Linked DNA regions of Xenopus laevis: region 2 is linked to region 1. A link is a contact called in public Hi-C data. All regions are on one chromosome and are shown on one strand. The core of a region is the stretch at or near the end of the contact, and the rest is flanking DNA. Distances in the headings are between cores, read along the strand shown. Region 1 holds the start of sox9.S (SRY-box 9 S homeolog). Region 2 has its middle 37 kb from the start of LOC121398868.

Region 1 (4,838 bases), core at 589-3,088:
AAGTTACAGGATCACTACATTGCTGCCACATTATTGTGTGATAATAATACCTGGCATCCCAGGTGGGCTTGTCCTATTGAGATAGGTGGCAATTAACAGCAATCAGTGGTCAGACATTGCTACCGATACTCGCAAGGTTACCATGCAACGCTTATTAAATCTGGATCCCTGTTAAAAAAAAAAAAAAAAAATACAGGGGATAATATCTCTTTCCTCTTCTCCTCCCCCAAAACTCTCCAGCCTCCTAATAAAAAAAAAAAAACAGTTGGTTTGGTTTTCTGTGACATTAGCGCCCTCTACGTACAGAATTGAGAACTACATCCCAAATCCTTACTGAGGTCTTGGTGTATTTCATTTTTCAACATAAATCGTGTCTATTTTAACTCAGTAATATAAAATCTAACCTAATCTATGGGACAAACAAATCCCAAGTAAGATTTCTGATATATTCTCTACCTACCCATAGTTCTGCTATTCTTTAAATTTAAACTTACATTTTAGTATGGCGAATTCTAAGCAACTTTTCAATTGGTCTTCATTATTTATTTATAGGTTTTTTTTTATTAATTGTAGTCTTCTTTTGACTCTTTCCAGCTTTCAAATGGGGGTCACTGACCCCATCTAAAAATAAATGTTCTGTAAAGCTACATACCTATAGTTATTGCTACTTTTGATTGCTCCTCTTTCTAGTTAGGTCCTCTCCTATTCATATTCCAGTCCCTTATTCAAATCAATGCATGGTTGCTAGGGTAATTTGGACCTTAGCAACTAAGTGGCTGACATTACAAACTGGAGAGCTGCTGAATAAAAAGTTAAATAACCCAAAAAAAAACACAAGTAAAAAATGAAAACCAACTGCAAATGGTCTCAGAATATCACTCTGCATCATACTAAAAGATAACTCAAAGGTGAACAACCCCTTTAAAACAGTTTTAACTATATGTAACTATAATGTATGATTTCAACAAAATATGCGTTAATTTCCTGGAAGAATTGGGGAAAAGGGATGGCTAGATAGTAAGATAGACAGACAGATGCCTCAGCCTTTTGGCAGCTTTGTCATTAGAGTGCAAGACCATAGGACGAGCTTACTAGTCTACGATATCATGCAAGATCCCATAAAAAAAAAAAATATATATATATATATATATATATATATATATATATATATATCTTTATAAAGGCAGATGCCCAGGAAGGGTATAAAAAGGGTACTGATTATTTTCTACGTCATTCAACAAGGAGTTTCCACAAATAACCATAATGCCATCGCTGAGCTTACACTCTAATGGTAGATATTGCTTTGACATTTACATTCGTTTGAGAACTGCGGCTCCAGAATACGCACGACATAAATGCGTGAATAAATATGCGTATATTGGGTTTGTTTTTGTTTTTTTTTTGTTTTTTACTAGGCTCCATTGTATCACTGCCGGGTATAGATGCCAAACAATTAACCCTTTCATGTACTGGAGATGAATGCTCAGTTTTTCTCTCCTGTCTGTTTTATATTTATGAACAATATTTGCTTATTTTAATCCCCCCCATCCCCCCAAAAGAAAATACACCTATAGCTGCAGCAAGACAAAGGCAGAATTTGCTAGTAGTGATATCTGAAAAAGTTCAACTGCAAAACTTCATATCTCTCTCTCTCTCTCTCTCTCTTCCTTAAATTTTATTTCAGCAGTGTTTTCTTCCACCCCCCCCCCCCCATCCTCACCCTCTTCCAAATCGCTGCAGCCAATGCTTGCTCTCCGCTGAGGGAGGCGTGGCTCTAGGAGGAGGAGGGTATTTAATGCTGCGCTCTCACCCTGAAGAAGAACAGACGTGAAAGTGGAGCAGTGTGTGTGAGCGGAGAGGGAGGAGAGGCTATCTCTGTACCCAACTAATTGCGCACTGGGGTGCAAGGGCTGAGCACTGTGCATAACTGAAGGGGCTGGCGTGTCAGTCTCCCCTTTGATTTTGGGTGCCTTTGCTGAAGAGCAGATTTGGTCATTTTCATTGAGACTGAGGTGCGGGAAGACGCAGACACTGCCGAACTCTCTTCTCCAACTTTCTTACCTTTCCCCATTTTTGCGCATGAATCTCTTGGATCCCTTCATGAAGATGACAGAAGAGCAAGATAAGTGCATGTCCGGGGCTCCCAGCCCAACAATGTCCGACGACTCGGCAGGTTCCCCATGTCCCTCTGGCTCCGGCTCCGACACGGAGAACACCAGACCCCAAGAAAACACTTTCCCCAAAGGGGACCAGGAGCTGAAGAAGGAGACGGAGGATGAGAAGTTCCCCGTGTGCATCAGAGAAGCGGTCAGCCAGGTGTTGAAGGGATATGATTGGACCCTGGTACCGATGCCAGTCAGAGTTAATGGATCCAGCAAGAACAAGCCCCATGTCAAGAGACCCATGAACGCCTTCATGGTCTGGGCACAGGCTGCAAGGAGGAAGCTGGCTGATCAGTACCCCCATCTGCACAATGCAGAACTCAGCAAGACGCTGGGAAAGTTATGGAGGTAAGTGGACAATTACTTTGGTGAACTCAGATTTTAAGGTGTTGGTATATATTTCACCTGTTTTCAGATGGTGGGTAACGGAGGGAGAAGTGGGGTCTAATGCAGATATGTGGTTGTTGCTTTGCCAGCCGTGCGCCTTAGCGCAGTTCAGCTTTATTGGCACTTTGCGCCTTGTGCGCTGCTCTAACTCTCCTGCCTTTCTGCTGGCGGCTCCTTTGGCACTGCAGCCCAGTCTTGTCAGGAGATGTGCTGGAAGTCTGTACAGTTGCTATTTAGCTTTGCTTAGGTGAATCATGGATGGTGCCAGTCTGCCAGCTCTCAGTCTGACTGTACCATGATCTCCTTACCAGCCGAACCCCTCATTTGCAATTAAGGTTTTGGAACAAAAGAATAATGATTGTAAGAGCTAATCTGATTCCCAGCCTGCTGTGCTACTGGGTTAGAGTAATGTAAAATGCAATGGGTGGTGTGGGTGCTGGAGGTTGTGTTCCTAGTGCAGAATGTGAAGTTATCCTTGGAGCAATGTTGTTGTTGGATACTGCAAGGCACTGGGTAGGGGATAACCCAAAATGCTCTGCAATTAATGATAATGCTTTGCTATGTGGCAGTGCAGAATGTGTAATGTAGACGTGTGTGAGTAATGCAAGGGGTAATGTGAGTAATGCAAAGGGTAATATGCAGAGGCTAATGACTAATCTAAAAAAAACTGTGTTGTTATGCAGAATACAATGGAAATGCAAAAGGCATTAGAAACTCCTACAGGGGTACATGTTCAAGGTGGGCCATGTACATCTAACCCAGAAATGTTATTTAAGGGCATTGTTTGTTCTGACTGTTCACTATAGCCACCCTGCCTTGCTGGGGAGTTTTATGTGTGTCACAACCATTAAGATTAACCCCTTTTTGCAAGGATCAGGTGTATAGAGCAATTTTATAATAGTTCCTGGCAAATGACTCAAACCACTTCAAACAAGCTTTTGCGCTCTTATCTTAAATGCTTCCTGCATTATAAAACTGGATTTTTCCAGCTCAGATGCGATTGGTTTTTCTTTTACCCACCAAAGCAATGCCTCTTGCAGCGCCCCACTTGATAATTGGCCGAATAACAGATAAAGTTTGGCAGAAGCAGTGACTCATTAATTCTAGTAGAGTGTAATGGTTGTTTGGTCAAGATAATGATTTAGATTACCGCTCAGGGAAGAACGTGTGTCCTTTATCTAAGCTAGCTATATATCCAGCCTTGAACTGTCTCTGAAACTATAGGACAACACTGGAATTTGTAGGTTCACAAGAATATGTCCAGCGGGGATCCAAGGGGCCCTTTCTGATTCAGGAAATCCCCTCTAAAACCCTGGATAGGACAATAATTAGTATGCAGTTATTAGGCTTCAAATGTCTTTATATATCAAATAATTCTGTATAATTTGAGTACATTAAAAACTCCAAATCACAAAGGGAGTGCTAGCCCCCTGCAACTAATAATTCCTTATCTACATATTTATATATTTATATACTGACCGCCACCCACATTGTTTTTTCTTAGACTTCTGAATGAGGGTGAGAAACGCCCTTTCGTGGAGGAAGCAGAGAGGCTGAGGGTCCAACACAAGAAGGATCATCCCGACTACAAGTATCAGCCACGGCGCAGAAAGTCCGTTAAGAATGGGCAGACAGAACAAGAGGATGGTGCTGAGCAAACCCACATCTCCCCTAATGCAATTTTCAAGGCCCTACAGGCTGACTCCCCGCATTCCTCTTCCAGCATGAGCGAAGTCCACTCTCCTGGAGAACATTCAGGTATGGAGCCTATACTTGTGTTGGATAATAAAGGTTTAAGCACATTGCAACACATTGCAAATATATTCAGCAGAGAATAGACTAGACTGCTTGTCCCTGTGCTTTGACATTGCAGAAAGGGGTTTTACACCTTAATTTGGAAATCTAGGGAGTCTTTGTACAAAATCTCTTCATGTTCTTGAAACTGGGCTTCTGGCTTTAATGCAGGTCATGTATCATTAAGTGCTTTTAAGCATCCATCTACGCTAGGTATGTCCGGACTACAACTGGCTAAGGGTGATGGGGATTGTAGTTGAGTTTCAGGATTTCTGGGTTAATACATTTGCTAATCAGGGGATTTGCAAGAAGTTGGATATCGGCTGCCGGCATCTTGGCAGTTCAAAGTTTAGGAGCAGATGGAGAACCACCGGTTGTAGAATGTGGGCTACACTGTTAGCAGTCTGGTCTCAGCACGTGATCTGACAGATTAGCTATTGCCAATATAAATACACAGCAGTGGGAGCTGCACCGTCTCTACCCAGGAACACAGCC
Region 2 (4,838 bases), core at 1,648-4,147, 180 kb after region 1:
ATACTGTATACCTGTTCTCTTATGTTGTCAGAGAAAAGAATTAAACAAAACGCATTGTGTTTCCAACAACTGAAGCATGAAGTCCTTTGTAGCCAGGTATTGCAGGGGAAAATGTACCACTCCCCTAGCATTAACAGTAGCCACCTTCCCTTAATAAAGGGGCAATATAGGGGCTTGTTCACTATGAGTTTAATAATTACTCCTTGAGCTGAAGATACTTGTTGCTAGCAGGAACACGGATTAGTTTAACTTACCCCATTTGCCCAAGAAATAGCAAAAAATAAATAAAAATCGATTTTTCGTGATTATAACAATAGGCAAAACGTGTGTTTAGCACAAGCCCTGTTCATCAAACTCATATTGCCCATTAATGACATATTCATCACCCAGCAAAATCCACACCCTATGCCCCTTATCCCAGTACGTTGCCACAGTCTCTTTCTGCAGATCTCACTACCCCTTAAACATCTCTGCAGAAGGGCACAAAAAATGTTGCTCCTTTGCGTGACACTAAAAAAATGTGCTTTATACAATATCCCAGTGATCAGTTAATATGATGGTTGGCGATATAGAACAACTGGTCGAACCAAACAAAGGACAATGGTTACCAACAAACGCCTCGGCAGAAAGTCCTTTGATTTAACCAACAAGATGTATGTTTTTTAACCCGAGTTACAGTAAATAGTGATTGACCTAAATAACTGTTTATATGAACGAATATAAAATGCTTAATGGCTCCAATGTATGCTGCTACAAGGTTTTTTTAGGGCCTTGTTTTTTGTAGAAATTCTCCTAATCTTGGTATTCACCTCTTGGTTGTTACTTCCCCCGTAAGTCCTTGGTTAAACCATCCTCTAGGCAAAAAGGCCCTTTAATACTAAGAACATCTTTATTGTAGGCCACAGACCCCCTTCTCTGGGACAAGTTTGAACTCACTCCAGGTCTTCCAAAGGGGAAGTGTAATAGGGAAATAAGTTAAATTTGTGCCTCCCTTGTTAAGAATTGTAAACTCCCTGTCACAGCTGATATGCCGCCAGGTATGCTCAGAATCAGCCTCCAAAATTCCACTTCAGTGCTGCTGTAACCCTGTGAGTGCTGGAAGGCATAAATGGTTCAAAATGTACAATATTAGAAAAAGATAATCTTATTTATTAGAGCCTGGGGAAGTGTTATAATTGGTACAAGATAGAGGTGCAAGGCCATACTGTTGCTAGAAACTGGGGAGGGGAATGGGCACTTCAACTGAGGTTTTAGCTGTTTTTAAACCAAGAGGTTCTGAGCCCAGCCTGAATGCCATTTAAAGTGATAATTTGGGTTTATTTTACATACTCCTGAACCAGAAAATGACGCTTTATATGTGTGTAATTCTTGTTATGAGCTATGGGCCTAAACAGTCCAGTCAACCCTCCCCCTAAATGGTATTTATATCCCCCCAGCTGGGGGCAGAGCAAGGGGCATGATTGGGGTGCACAACAATAATACCTCTGATTCCAGCCATACTGTGACTGGAAGTTGGTTTATATGATCATAGATGTTAGTCTGTTTACTGCAAGTGAAGCATCTGGCTAGTAAAAAATGTTGGGCATTGTTGTGCCCAGTAGATTAAGGCCTGAAATACCGACATATACGGTGAGAAAAGATAAAATTTTATCCATACGGAATCATTCTTGCTGCTTAAAGTCGTAGCTTTCTAGTCTGGTGCTGTTGTCTAACGTGTATTTTAAGACTACCACGGGTGCTGGGAAAAGAATTTTAGTACTGTACAGTGTACTCACTTCTTTAAACAGCAGCAACCTCTTGCATGCCAGATTGCAGATGGTCTCCAATATAGCCATTGCCCACTTCTCAAGGGGTCTTTTCTTTTTATGATATGGTTACAGTTCCATCTAGTGGCAACAGGGCTGTAATTCAGTCAAATCCACAGCAAGAGTCAAGATCATACCAGTTCTCGCAATTTGGAGAAGAGATTTTTTGTGAGCTTGACAGTTCCATGTGACATGCACAAGAGCTCCAGCAGAGAAGTCTCTATGTGCAATACTCGTTATGGCACCCAGCCACCCACAGTAGTACAAACACCCCAATAAGCACCTAGGACACAACTCGGAGCATGTGGGAAAGTCATCATGTGCAGATTGTCGCTGTTTAATCTCCTAGCCTCAGAGCGGTCTTAAAATTACACTACTCAAACATAACAGGCAATAAAGTATTAAGCAGAGACTTGACATGCCCAGACCAACCTGTACAGTACTCCTAACTGATTGGTGCCTGGATACCATACAACGGGACACATTTGGATTGTTCTGTTAGCTTGGGTTATATACTGTATTATTCTGCTTCGCATTTCTCTCATTATTTTAAATCTCTTTTAACATTTCCTTTTTCTCTCTCTCTCCACTTCTATTCCTGCTCCGTTGCTCTCCAGTCTCTGCTCAACCGGTTATACCAATGCATTGTTTCACTTAGGATTATCTCTGTGGCAACCACCAGGTAACAAGAGGAAATAGAAACCCACCTGTTCTCACCCATAAGGAATTTGCACTACTGTTACTGCCACCCAATGAGGTTACATTCACATTCTATTCTCTGCTATAAGGCAAATTTAAAAGCCACATAAGTGCAGTTATAACTATGATCATTATTATTTCTAAAAATACTTCAAATATTTCTAAAACACCAACATATTCTGCAGCACTGTACAACAGAAACATACAGGTCACGTACAAATGACTGACACAGGAGTTAAATACTTATTAGAGCTCACAATTTATATGGAGAAATATAACAGGATAAGGCCAGAGGAGTTATTCTTGACCCTGCAGGAGCTTGAATTCTAGGAGCACTTGTGCCCCACTGCTCTGTGCACTGAGCACCTGAGCACCTGTCCTTACTGCACTAGTGCAAGCACTATGGACAGGTCCCCAACATGATCTGCACCACCTCCTGGCGTTTTTTTTGCACTTGAGTTCGGAAAAGAGCCTTTGGGTCAGCGCTCCTTCACTTGCACAGCTTGAGCCTGTTTGCAGGGTCCCATTGTAGGATAATTTAAACATGGAGCTCTTCAGCTGGTGTTCCTATTGACAGCTGTTGATACATTGCACTACAACATATTGCAGGAAAAAAAGTAGTAAAGAATAGTAGTAAATCTATGGTATGGCCTTCTAGCTGAGATGGTCAGTACTGGGTAAATAAAATCAGGGTATGCAGAATTGAAAAGAGAGAGACAGTTATCTGCTGTCATATTCACTGTGTTTCAGTCTGTCTTTCCTCGACACAGTTTTTCAGTTTTAAATGCAGTCTTAGGCTAAGGCCACACTAGGCGATAGCGCCGCGATTTGACTCGCGGCGACTTTTCGCCGCGACTTTTCGTCGCGACTTTTAAGCAATCGCTGGGGAAACTTTTGCGCGTAAAAACACACGCGGCGATCTTTTCTCTACTGTCGCTCGAAATTGCCTCGCTAGGCGATTTCGAGCGACAATAGAAAAAAGATCGCCGCGTGTGTTTTTACGCTGGCGATTTTACGCGATTCCCCATAGACGCCAGCGCAAAAGTTTCCCCAGCGATTGCGGCTTAAAAATCGCGGCGCTATCGCCTAGTGTGGCCTTAGCCTTAGGTCTTTAGGGGGGGTCAAGCCCCAGCTAAGCCTGGATTAGAGGGGCATTGTATCTTGTGTACTGTGGCTGCAAAAGTAGCCCAACTGCTCAGACTGCTGCCTGATCTTCTGAAATATTTGGCATGTGAATAGCCACATGGACCCCAGGGATGATAAACACGCATCAGACCAACTGCAGAAGCAGCCGCACTTAGCAATGCCAGATTCCCCTTCACCCACAGCATATGGCACATAATGTGCTCTAGTACCCAAAGACGAAACTCAGCAACTCTTTAGCACAGTGGAGCAATTTTATCATTTAATATTCAAGAACGACTAGACTATCTGCTATTTGCAAACTGCCATGTACTAGACTACAATTCCCAGCATTCCTTGAAAGCCAGGTTGAATTTCCTCAGCCAAGAACCTTTCAACAAGCTATAAACACAGTATTTGCTAATAGAAAGTTACTGATTAGATCAGTGGAACTTTATGCCGCCTTAAAGAAAACTGGGCACTTGTGGCATTCTGCCACACAATCACCTTTCCCACATACTAATGCAATGTAGTATATTCTTGGTTGCTACTCTGGGCAGCAGTATTACAATATATTCCTTTCGGCAGACTGTTGTTAATGCAGGTGTAATGAGAGCTGCTGTGCATCAGAAACTAGTTTATCAAATGTATGGCAAACCTGTTGACCCAAACCACTTCCTACACAATAAGGGGTAAAGGAGAGTGCAAAATGCTTTATATATTATTCACTCAATAACTTAATATAAAATAGCCAACGAACCACAGCAATATGAACTAAACTTCAAGCTGCTCATTATTGTACTTGAAATGCTGCAGGTGCTGGAGCACTAAGGGGCACAACCACTGTGGCCCTTATAGCCCATACACAGAGTATGGAAGGTGCAAACTGCACTTTACACCTTGCACCAAATTAAAAATGCAGTGTTAGGCAGATGGTCGAGGGTGAATGCTTAATAAAAAAAAATAGTAGAGTAGAAATGTTGCACATATGTTTTGGGCTGATGTAGCAGCTCAAGGCAACCAAAGTCCTTTATCAGTGACAATTAGTGATTCTGAAGTTTCCACCAGCAGCACCCCATCTTCTTTTCTGCTGATTACCAGCACATGCTCAATGCTATTTACATTGCCAGAACTTAGGTACTTAGGTGCAGAACTACGTGAAATATTAGTCCAGAGGTGGGGGACCCAGCTGCACAGCCTGCACCCGGGCCA

Evidence for each region. Hi-C and Micro-C count contacts between places; a contact is called where the count stands out from the background.
Region 2: a Hi-C map of the XTC cell line shows a contact between it and region 1, with 2.1 times the contacts expected there. The contact joins the enhancer-like site here to the promoter of sox9.S in region 1. A contact is called at or near these places in 2 of 4 Hi-C or Micro-C datasets (the XL177 cell line and the XTC cell line).

The regions. Positions count from the first base shown.
Region 1 is chr9_10S:19,838,752-19,843,589 of Xenopus_laevis_v10.1, forward strand. It overlaps sox9.S (SRY-box 9 S homeolog), which reads left to right and starts at 1,839. Exons shown (of 3, transcript NM_001090807.1): 1 at 1,839-2,510; 2 at 4,054-4,307. The coding sequence starts at 2,080.
Region 2 is chr9_10S:20,017,859-20,022,696 of Xenopus_laevis_v10.1, forward strand. No RefSeq gene overlaps it. Among protein-coding and RNA genes, the nearest start is that of LOC121398868, 37 kb to the left of the region's middle. Within about 2 kb of position 2,898, at least 3 of the 7 cell types and tissues checked have an H3K27ac peak or open chromatin away from gene starts, as enhancers often do.